Regions from separate parts of the Zea mays genome. Here all the other regions are linked to region 1. Evidence: chromatin contacts called from public Hi-C data. All regions are on one chromosome and are shown on one strand. The core of a region is the stretch at or near the end of the contact, and the rest is flanking DNA. Distances in the headings are between cores, read along the strand shown. Region 1 holds the start of LOC100382880 (Cell division cycle protein 48). Region 2 holds the start of LOC103626200. Region 3 holds the start of LOC103626199 (UDP-glycosyltransferase 86A1).

Region 1 (3,116 bases), core at 392-2,891:
TTCATAAGGGATGTTATTAGAAAATGGCAAAACAGCAATAAGGTATAGCATGACATGGCAAAAACAATATACAAGAATATTAGGTATAGGTACTATAAATGTCAGACTCCATGCACAGAATTCAGTAAACCATTGACAACAGAAGAATAGAGCAATACTCAAGTAACATGTAAATTAAGTATCACAGAGCCATGCTAATGCAAAAAATAGATCAACTAAGAAATATACAAGATCACAGACTCACGTTTCAAGAAGGCATCAAACAGGTTCCCTGTAATGCCTTCAACTGTATCATCAATTGGAAGAATGTGGACACGCTTCCCATATTTCACATCCTGGCACTGGTGGACAGAAACCACATCACCAAGCCTCACCCTTAGGTTCTGGCGGACAACCTTGTTCATCCGAACCTTTGGCTCCTCACAGGTTTCGTCCGCAAGGACAATGCAAATAGTGTCTTTCCTCTTCTTACCCTATAACAAAAAAACATAAGGTGATAAACAGATACATGGACGACAGTAGCCATAAAGTTCACTAACAAATTTTGTTACCCGCCATAACACAAACTAGCTGCTGGGCCCTATAGACTTGAAAAAAAGATATGCCAATACAATACAATTGTGCAGTCCCCTGTACACAGTAGAGTTACAAGTCCAGACATCACATCCAAATTATCATGCTAGGAATCATAAAATAACAATTCTGTATGCAGCCCATCATCTCCATCTAACAGAACAACGAGCACAAATTTGAATAATACTAGATAGTGTTGATTCCCTGTTCTAACGATGAACATGAGATATTCAAGCAAAAAGAGTGGTTGCATTTAAATCTATAACAAATGTATGAGGAGAATATTTGAACATAACAAACCAAGTATATTAAAATATGCTACTGAAGCAATAAAAGCAATCTAGATTACTATTAACCTTCAACTGAATCAATGGTGTACGAATGCAAATTGGCAAAAATCTACATACTATAGCAGCGAATCAGAGGGGCCCAAATACCCTCAGCAAACTCAGCAAGTACTTTACAGTGATAAAGCTAAGGTTATTTCTAATAGATCTGCACTATGAATACACCGAATTCGGGTCGGTCACACACAGATCGGTCGCGTGATAATACAATCTGCTAAACCAGCTCAACTTCCCAAAGCTGCTGTGAAAAGCTCGGCTTAGACATATTAGACCTTGAGGAGCACGGTGTCGCCGCGGAAGAGCTGCAGCCTCTCCATGGTGTCAGGGTGCAGCGCGACGACGGAGTTATCGTCGTTGGTGGCCTCGTCGACGACAAGGCGGTTCGGTGACTTTTTCCTCTCCAGGATCGCCGTCGAGAAGTCCTTCTTCTCCTTCCTGCACACACAATCACCGGAAAACCTGATAAACGAATCCACCGCCGAAACATTGACACCAAACAACCCAGATCGGGTCCGGAAATCCTCAACCCTACGGCTCAACCAGATCGGATCGACCGGGGATGGAGGGAGGGAGCGACATCTTACGGATCGGAAGCAGAGGCCGAGGGCTCCCCTTGGCTCGCCATGTTGACGGTGGCGACAACGGCGGCGGAGGTAGGTTTCGGGTGGTTGGCCGGGGGCGGCGTTAATTGCAGCAGCACCGGCGAGAATGCGAGATGCGGAGCACTCGACGAGGGGGATTAGCTTTCCTTATAGCTTCTTTCTTGCAGCAGGGGTTTGGGACTCGGAGGGCCGCGTCACGGGTACGTCACTGACTCGCGGGGCCTGGGCCGGTGTACGGCCCACATGGCAGTGATCATTCTGGAATCTCCTGGAGGCCCGGGCCGTCGTGTATGGGCCTCCCGACGTGTGGGGACCACGTGGAAATGAGGCAGATAGAGGCGGGTGGGGACCATGTTCACCGTGTTAATCGTGGTCGTCGCGTGCGAGGTTGGAGAAGCAGAAGCAGAAGCGGCAGCAAAGAGAAGTTTGGTATCATCGTGACGGTGGAGTAGGAAACTAAAAATGGAATCCAAATTTCACTGTGCTGTAATCAAGTTCTTTGTTTCCTCAAGTTTTATTTCGCTGAAGCATGTATACAAGAGCGGTTTGTTTGATGAATCAGTTTGAAATCTTTTTATTTCTGCTGAGCACCATATTTGATATGTAGGCATGTAGCCTTAACGGTGCGTGGGATAACCTGGACGATCTAGATCAGATTTCATTTGATTGGTTGGCAGGCTGTCTCTATCCAGCCTGACCGCGAGCGTTGACTACGTGCATGAAATGATTCTAGCATGCAATAGACAGCGGAGGTATTTTTTCATCCACCTGTCTATATGCGTGGAGAAGAAACGGAGATGTGTTCTACCGATTTGGGCTAGCGCGAGCCACACGCTCTAGACGCCGGCAACCAATCACGTTGATTAACTCGGTCGGGAGTATTTATCCGCGCGTGATTATCCTAATCTATCCGTGAGAGTCTGTTGGATCTCGCCTAAGAACGAATTCAGACCTCCCCATATAAATATAAAAGTAGTACGACCGATTGAGAACACCGAACACATTACAATTGAATCAATCTATTATCTTCATTATCATTCATGTATTAGGCGTATGTGTAGCGTAGCCTAGTTGTAGCTTTCAACTCATATCTTCACCTTAATTCAACTCTGCATCGTCTAAACACGTCTTGAGTGGCCTGCCGACCCCAAGACGACCCTAAGATCTTACCCCGATAAGGTCCCGGGGGCAAGATCCACTTGGTCCAAAATCTCTTGCTCGACCTATTATCTTAATCCCTAGACGACTCTACGTCGTTTTGGCAACGACTTGGGTGGTCTGCTGATCCGGGAGCACACTAAGATCTCTTCTCCCGATGGGGTCCCTCCTAGGAGGCGAGATCTAGGTTCCTACAAGGAAGAAGGTTATGTGCCATTGCAGATCGTTTGGCCCCTGAGCATGGATTGTCCAAAGCGACACAGAGAGGAGACCCTCCTGTAGCGAGGTTGCAGACCATCCGGCCCAAAGTCGCGGATCGTCCGCGCTGCCAGGAGGTACAAGTGTTTGGCCCCAAATTGGAGCCAACACACTTTTTGGCGACTCCACTAGAGATGAAAAAATCAGATCTATTAGATCGGCCACGATGGTCGATCCC
Region 2 (3,116 bases), core at 452-2,951, 170 kb after region 1:
CGTAGTAGCCGCCGGGAGCCGGCGGGTACGGCATGTACCCGTAGTGCGGGGGCATCAGGTACATGCCGCCGGCGTCGGCCAAGGGAATCGGCGCCACCGATGCGGAGGCGGCGGCCGCGGCCGCGGCCGCGGCTCTATCGTTCTTCCCCTCGGCCCCACCGTCCTTCTTCTTGTTCTTCTTCTCTGCCCCGTCTCCTGCGCCCTTGCCCTTCTTGTCGCCGCCGCCGCCGCCGTCCTTCTTGCCGGGCGCGACGACTTCGACGTCCCGGCTGAGCTTCTCCCTGAGGTACGCCGGCAGAACGGCGGCGTCCATGGTGCCCGTCACCTTCACCAGGTCCTTGGCGGCGTCGAACGCCACATCCTTCACACCTGGAATGGAATCAACGCACAAAATTGTCAGGCCTGGTATTAAATTAAATACTCCCCTAAACCTCGACGAAAAGGCACGCTGTCTTTTGGCTGGGCCTTGGTGATACGCGTGGGGGGTCGATGGGGGGAACAAAACCGCGGCGCCAAGGAACGGAATCCCCACCTTTGATCTTGCAGATGCGGCGCTTGATGCGGTCCATGCAGCCGTCGCAGTGCAGTTGGATCTTGAGCGTAACCGTCTCCTGGAACAGAAACCAGAGCATGTCGTCCAGTTGCAGACCAAGGACAAGGAGGCAGACGGCGACGAGGATCACCGCCGCACGGGACTTGAATAATAATCGGCAAGTATAAGTCACTTACCTCCTTGGGTTCCTTGGGCTTCTCCTCCTCCTCCTCTTCCTCCTTGGGTTTGCCAGTGCCCTTCTCCTTGTCGGCCTTCTTATCGCCGCCGCCGCCGCCCTTCTTCTTGTCGGCATTTTTCTCTCCTCCATCACCGCCTCCCTTCTTCTTGTCGGCCTTCTTCTTCTCTGCATCGCCGCCGCCCTTCTCTTTGGCCGCATTTTTCTCGCCGCCGTCAGCTTTCTTCTCCTTGTCCTTCTTGGGCGAACCGGCGCCGGCGGAGACGATCTGCACGGGCTTCTTGGCCCTAGCCTCGATGCGCTCCTTGAGCTGCACCGCGTCCGCCGGACCGGTCACGACCACCTTGCCCGCCGCCATGTCCGGCGTCACCGACTCCACGCCTGCACGCGCGCGGCCACAGAGCAGTCGAACGAACGGTCAGGAACAAACAACTCCCCCCCCCCCCCCCCCCCCCCCACCGCAAGAAGAGGACTGCGTAACCGCCGGCAACCCGTACGCACCTGGTGCGCGCTTGATGGCCTTGCGGACCTTGTTGGCGCAGCCGGCGCAATGCAAGTCGACCTTCAACACGATGGGCTGCGGCGCGGCCCCAGCGCCGGCGTCCTTCTTCTTGTCGCCGCCGCCGCCGCCGCCGCCCTTGCCCGTCTTCTTCTCCTCTCCCATGGCGGCCGTCTCCTCAACCTGTCACTGTGCCCGCTGTGGTGGTGGTGGTTACGGAAAGCGCTGGGCGCGGAGTTCTAGGTGGGAGGCTGGGGCGCGTTCTGGGACAGAGGGGAGAGAGTGGCGGGTGGGGGCGGCGTTGATAAATAGGCGGCGGGACCGTGCGGGCGGGCCGCGAGCGCAACTGCGCAAGGGGCAGACGCGCAGTGATGGACTGATGGCTGGCGTGGCGGAGGGGCTGCGGCGGCGCGGTGCTGCCAAGTTGCTTGCTGACCGCGGACTGCTGCTGCATGCAGTGGATGGGGACGTGTCTGCGTCCAAGGTTTCCTCTTGTTGTTTCCTTGGCCGTGCCGTTTAATAACGGAAGGTGTAGCGTCACGCATGGCATGGGATTTTGTATCGGAGGGTAATAACTGAGTAGTACAGTACTAATAATAGTTAGTATATGGTAAAAGAAACAGCTGTTCACTTTAAGTGCATCGCAACGAAAAAAGAGAGTAAAAAATCGTGACAGTTGTCACCGATCACAGATACTTTAGGCAATGAAAAATCGTGTGCGGCTTTAAGTGCCTGTGCCGACGACGCCGTAGCGCACACGTTTGGTCGTGCGGCCTGTGGCCACGGCCGTTCGCGTAGCCCTCGGAACGGCCCAGGCCCAGTCCAGGCAAGCCACCTTTGCAGACGCATGGCTTCATCGCCGAGTGAGTTGGGTTAAGAACTACGTTACCACGGATCATTAGATCCGCTCTCTTTCCTCCCGTCAGCAGATTAGGCGCGAGAAGTCATGAAAGATACGTATCCCTTCCCAGAAGCACGACAGAGGAAACACACGAGACACGATATAGGGTTGAGCCTTTGGTCTCTTTTCTCTTCTCTATCTTATGAGGGGGTGTACAGATTCCTTATATAGAGATGTGAGACTCCTTAGAGGCAAAGCAAGTATTTGCCCACATAATCCTAACTAGGGTTACTTAACACTCCCCCTTGGGCGAATACCGTGACCAACACATGCCTCGTTAAAACTCTGAAAACCCCAGTGGGAAAAATATGAAGAAAGGGTGCATGGTGATACATATTGCATTTGCACTTTGTTGCCTCGTTAAAAACCTCATGTGAGAAACTTCAAGAAAACTCACCAAGGGAAAAAGAGTACAACAGCTGTCATCAGGACAGATTTAGATCTTCTGGGATCTAGATTCTATCGAATCTTCTACAAGGGCTAATTTTAGAAATGTGCTCCCCATGATCCTTGCAAAACTGTATCGATATGGCAAAACATTTTCTTCTGGAGTATATGCACATATAGATTTAGCAAACAGATTGCATATCCTTGCAAGGATTATTTCAAGACTCTCACATCAACTCACTTCTAGGATACATGAGGTAAGTGCACGTATCAACATAAATAAGCCACTTCGACTGGTTGTGTTCGATCGACTAGATCTACATATCTGATAGAAACTTTCATAAAGGTCCACATATTGATCAAACTGGCTGATGCCTTCAGAGCATAGAATATGACATTTATTGTCTCACGACTGTGATCAATATAATCATTCGCTCCCCCTGACGATGACATCTGTCAAAGTCGTTATCCCTTATAACTCAAGTATATTCTTCAAGATATATGTCTCGTTGTTCATCTTGAATAACGAGAATAGATGAGGTTGGGATGCTATAATTTTCTATCTTACACCACAATTTATACATTGTTGTGCAAAGCAAGT
Region 3 (3,116 bases), core at 397-2,896, 150 kb after region 1:
GCACCAGCAGACTGTCCAGTGTGACTGCAGAAAGCAGCAGCTTTCCTCCAACGGCTACTTTTGTGTTGGGGGCTATAAATACACCCCAACCGGCCATTCTCAAGGTGTGGAGCCCAAGAGACATTCCAAGGCATACAATAGACATTCCCAAGTGCTCTTACACCCAAGTGCTTAATAGAATCACTCGATGATTAGCGTAGGTGCTTTGCGAAGTGCTTAGGTTAGTTAGACCGCTCTAGCGCTTGCTCTAGGTGAACCCTAGTTAGTTGAGTGAGTTTTGTAAAACCACACAACCCCTCGGCTCTTGCGCGAGCCATTGTAATTGTACCGAGTGGGGCACGAGTCTTGCGAGACCGTGACAACCGCGTTTGTGTCACGGCCGCCACTGTGTACCGGAGGGAACGAGGCCCGTGGCGTTTCGGCCGGAAGCTCGATAGTGGAGACGGCGGGGAGCGTCCGAGAGGAGCCAGAAGCGGAGCACCACTTGCGCGTGGAGAAGGCCCGCGTCTCTCTACGGAGTTACTCGACCGAGGTGCTTGGCCCTCGCGTGGGCTTCCCTTTGTGTAGGGGCACCAACGAGGATTAGTCGGGACCTTGCGCGGTTCCGGATACCTCGGTAAAAATACCGGCGTCATCCATGAGAGTTTGCATCTCTACTTTGCTCTTTAAGTTTCTGGATTTATATTAAGCATTTAAGTTTCAATCTTGTATTCATACTTATATAGTGTAGATTGAAACTTAGCCATTGCGGTAGAGATAGCAACACTTAGACAAAACCTAATTTGCACATTCTAGTTTGATTATTTGCATAGGTTTTGCTCTAGGGATTTATTTGTGGCCTAGTTTAGCGAAAGTTTTAGAAGTCCTAATTCACCCCCGCTCTTAGGCGTCACTCGTTTCCTACACTAACCTTACCAAAGCAAGCGACACTCCCATACTTAGCAGCAATGCCTATTGCTTAAGGTAAAAGTGGTTTGATAAATTGATTTTTGTGTCTTTCAATCGGCCGTATCTCTTCATATATATAGGGTGAGGTCTAGACCGTTCCTTGGCGAGATACAATACATTTCGTGGATAGGTTAGGATAATCACGCACGGGATAAGGATTCAAGTCTGAACTAATTTGATTGTTGACGGTTTGGGCTACTCTCGCGTATCGTCCAAGCCAAACGGCCGGACCGTTCGGGCGTTTAGGTGCCAAATCTGGTGCTCAACAAACGCATTGTGAATTTTTCATCATTTTTGTATGATTTTGTATTTTAGTACTTATTTTTTAATCCAATGTCATAGTGTGTAAAGATACTAATGAAAACTAAAGATGTTTTTAATATAAATTGTGATGTTCATTATCACCTCACAAATTTTAAAATTTAAAACTTGACCGTACATGGAGTCATAAAAAAATCTTGTTGATGGAACAAACTAAGGTAGTGTTTGGTTCTATAGTATGATGGTATATAGTATGATGGTACGAAGCCACTTCGTTCTTAATTTGTTGTTATTATTTGGGTTGGCATAGGACAACTCTAAAAATATTATACTCAAATGCTGAATAATTGGGCTCCTCAAAATATTCTGGACGGAGCTACTCTATGGTACAGAGCCGCTCTATCTCAACTTTCTTGGGAACCAAACACTATATAATATTAGTTGGACGGAGCAAAACTAACCAAACGTCCTTGTCTAAATTTGAGGGAAGTGTAATTTGGACACTTTCCAACATTAAATGCTGCCATGTACTCTCTTTCAGGCGATGGTGTAGTAGTACTATAAAAGCTGATGTATACACGTCGGTATTTATCATCTACCTTTCCACTATGATTTGTGGCCTAAAGTTTAGGCCATCCATCGTCTAGCTACTCTATAACTAATGTCTAATAATTATTATCTACTCCCGTATCAGCTGGTAGCACGTGCATGATGTCCATCTTTAACAATCTATTAAGAAATGGTATAGGGGTAATAATGAACATGGAGAACCAACCGCAAGGCCGCCGGGCGCCGGCCGGTGGCTAATGCGACAGTGATGGATGCCGCTGTTGACTTGACGACCACCGGGCCGGGTCGTCTCTTGAGGCGAGAGCTGATGTCCACTAGTGAACCACCTGCACTGAAATTGAGCATCGCGTCGCGCCTGACCACCAGAGCGTGCTCGCTACGCTAGGACGACGAGGAGGAAATGGCGCAAGGGGCCGCCGGCGTAGTAGACACGAGGAGGCATGGCGGCAAGCCGCACGCGGTGGTGGTGGCGTACCCGCTGCAGGGCCACGTCATCCCCGTGGTGCACCTGGCGCTGCGGCTCGCGGCGCGGGGCTTCGCCGTCACCTTCGTTAGCACGGAGGCCGTGCACGACCAGACGGCGCGCGCGCTGGGCGTGGACCCGGACGGGTACGACCCCTTCGCGGCCGCGCGCGCTCGGGCGCAGGAGGAGGGGCCGCCGCCGCCGCCGCTGGGCGACGTGTCATACGCGCTGGTGAGCGACGGCCTCCCCGTGGGCTTCGACCGGTCGCTCAACCACGACGACTTCATGGGCGCTCTGTTCCACGCGCTGCCCGCGCACGTCGAGCAGCTGCTCCGCCGCGTCGTCGTCGAACCCAGAGCCACGTTCCTCGTCGCCGACACCTTCTTCGTGTGGCCCGCCACTCTGGCCAGGCGCCTCGGCATCGCGTATGTGTCGTTCTGGACCGAGCCGGCGCTCATCTTCAACCTCTACTACCACATCGACTTGCTCACCCAGAACGGACACTTTAGATGCAACGGTAACCACACACACACAAACAGCGTCGTGCATATGCCATCTTGGTCGATCGTGGCAAAACAGGCCATGTTTGTTTCGCTGATGTCCGTCCCAATTCCATGCATCATCGATGTGCAGAGCCTCGCAAGGACACGATCACCTACATCCCGGGCGTGGCGGCCATCGAGCCGAGCGAGCTCATGTCGTACCTGCAGGAGACGGACACCACCTCCATCGTCCACCGCATCATCTTCAAGGCGTTCGACGAGGCCCGCGGCGCCGACTACGTGCTCTGCAACACCGTGGAGGAGCTGGAGCCGTCGACCATCGCGGCGCTGCGCGCCTACAGGCCCTTCTACGCCGTGGGGCCCATCCTCCC

The links. A called contact is a pair of places that touch in the nucleus more often than the background predicts.
Region 2: a Hi-C map of leaf shows a contact between it and region 1, with 4 times the contacts expected there. The contact joins the promoter of LOC103626200 here to the promoter of LOC100382880 in region 1. A contact is called at or near these places in 6 of 25 Hi-C or Micro-C datasets (bundle sheath, ear, leaf and 1 more).
Region 3: a contact with region 1 is called in a Hi-C map of endosperm, with 6 times the contacts expected there. The contact joins the promoter of LOC103626199 here to the promoter of LOC100382880 in region 1. A contact is called at or near these places in 3 of 25 Hi-C or Micro-C datasets (bundle sheath, endosperm and leaf).

Annotation. Positions count from the first base shown.
Region 1 is chr5:33,505,665-33,508,780 of Zm-B73-REFERENCE-NAM-5.0, forward strand. LOC100382880 (Cell division cycle protein 48) reads right to left here and starts at 1,642. Exons shown (of 9, transcript NM_001328004.1): 1 at 1,505-1,642; 2 at 1,193-1,355; 3 at 245-473. The coding sequence starts at 1,545.
Region 2 is chr5:33,676,940-33,680,055 of Zm-B73-REFERENCE-NAM-5.0, forward strand. LOC103626200 reads right to left here and starts at 1,702. Exons shown (of 4, transcript XM_008646599.2): 1 at 1,230-1,702; 2 at 730-1,109; 3 at 533-611; 4 at 1-369. The coding sequence starts at 1,392.
Region 3 is chr5:33,654,714-33,657,829 of Zm-B73-REFERENCE-NAM-5.0, forward strand. LOC103626199 (UDP-glycosyltransferase 86A1) reads left to right here and starts at 1,647. Exons shown (of 2, transcript XM_008646598.4): 1 at 1,647-2,759; 2 at 2,876-3,116. The coding sequence starts at 2,180.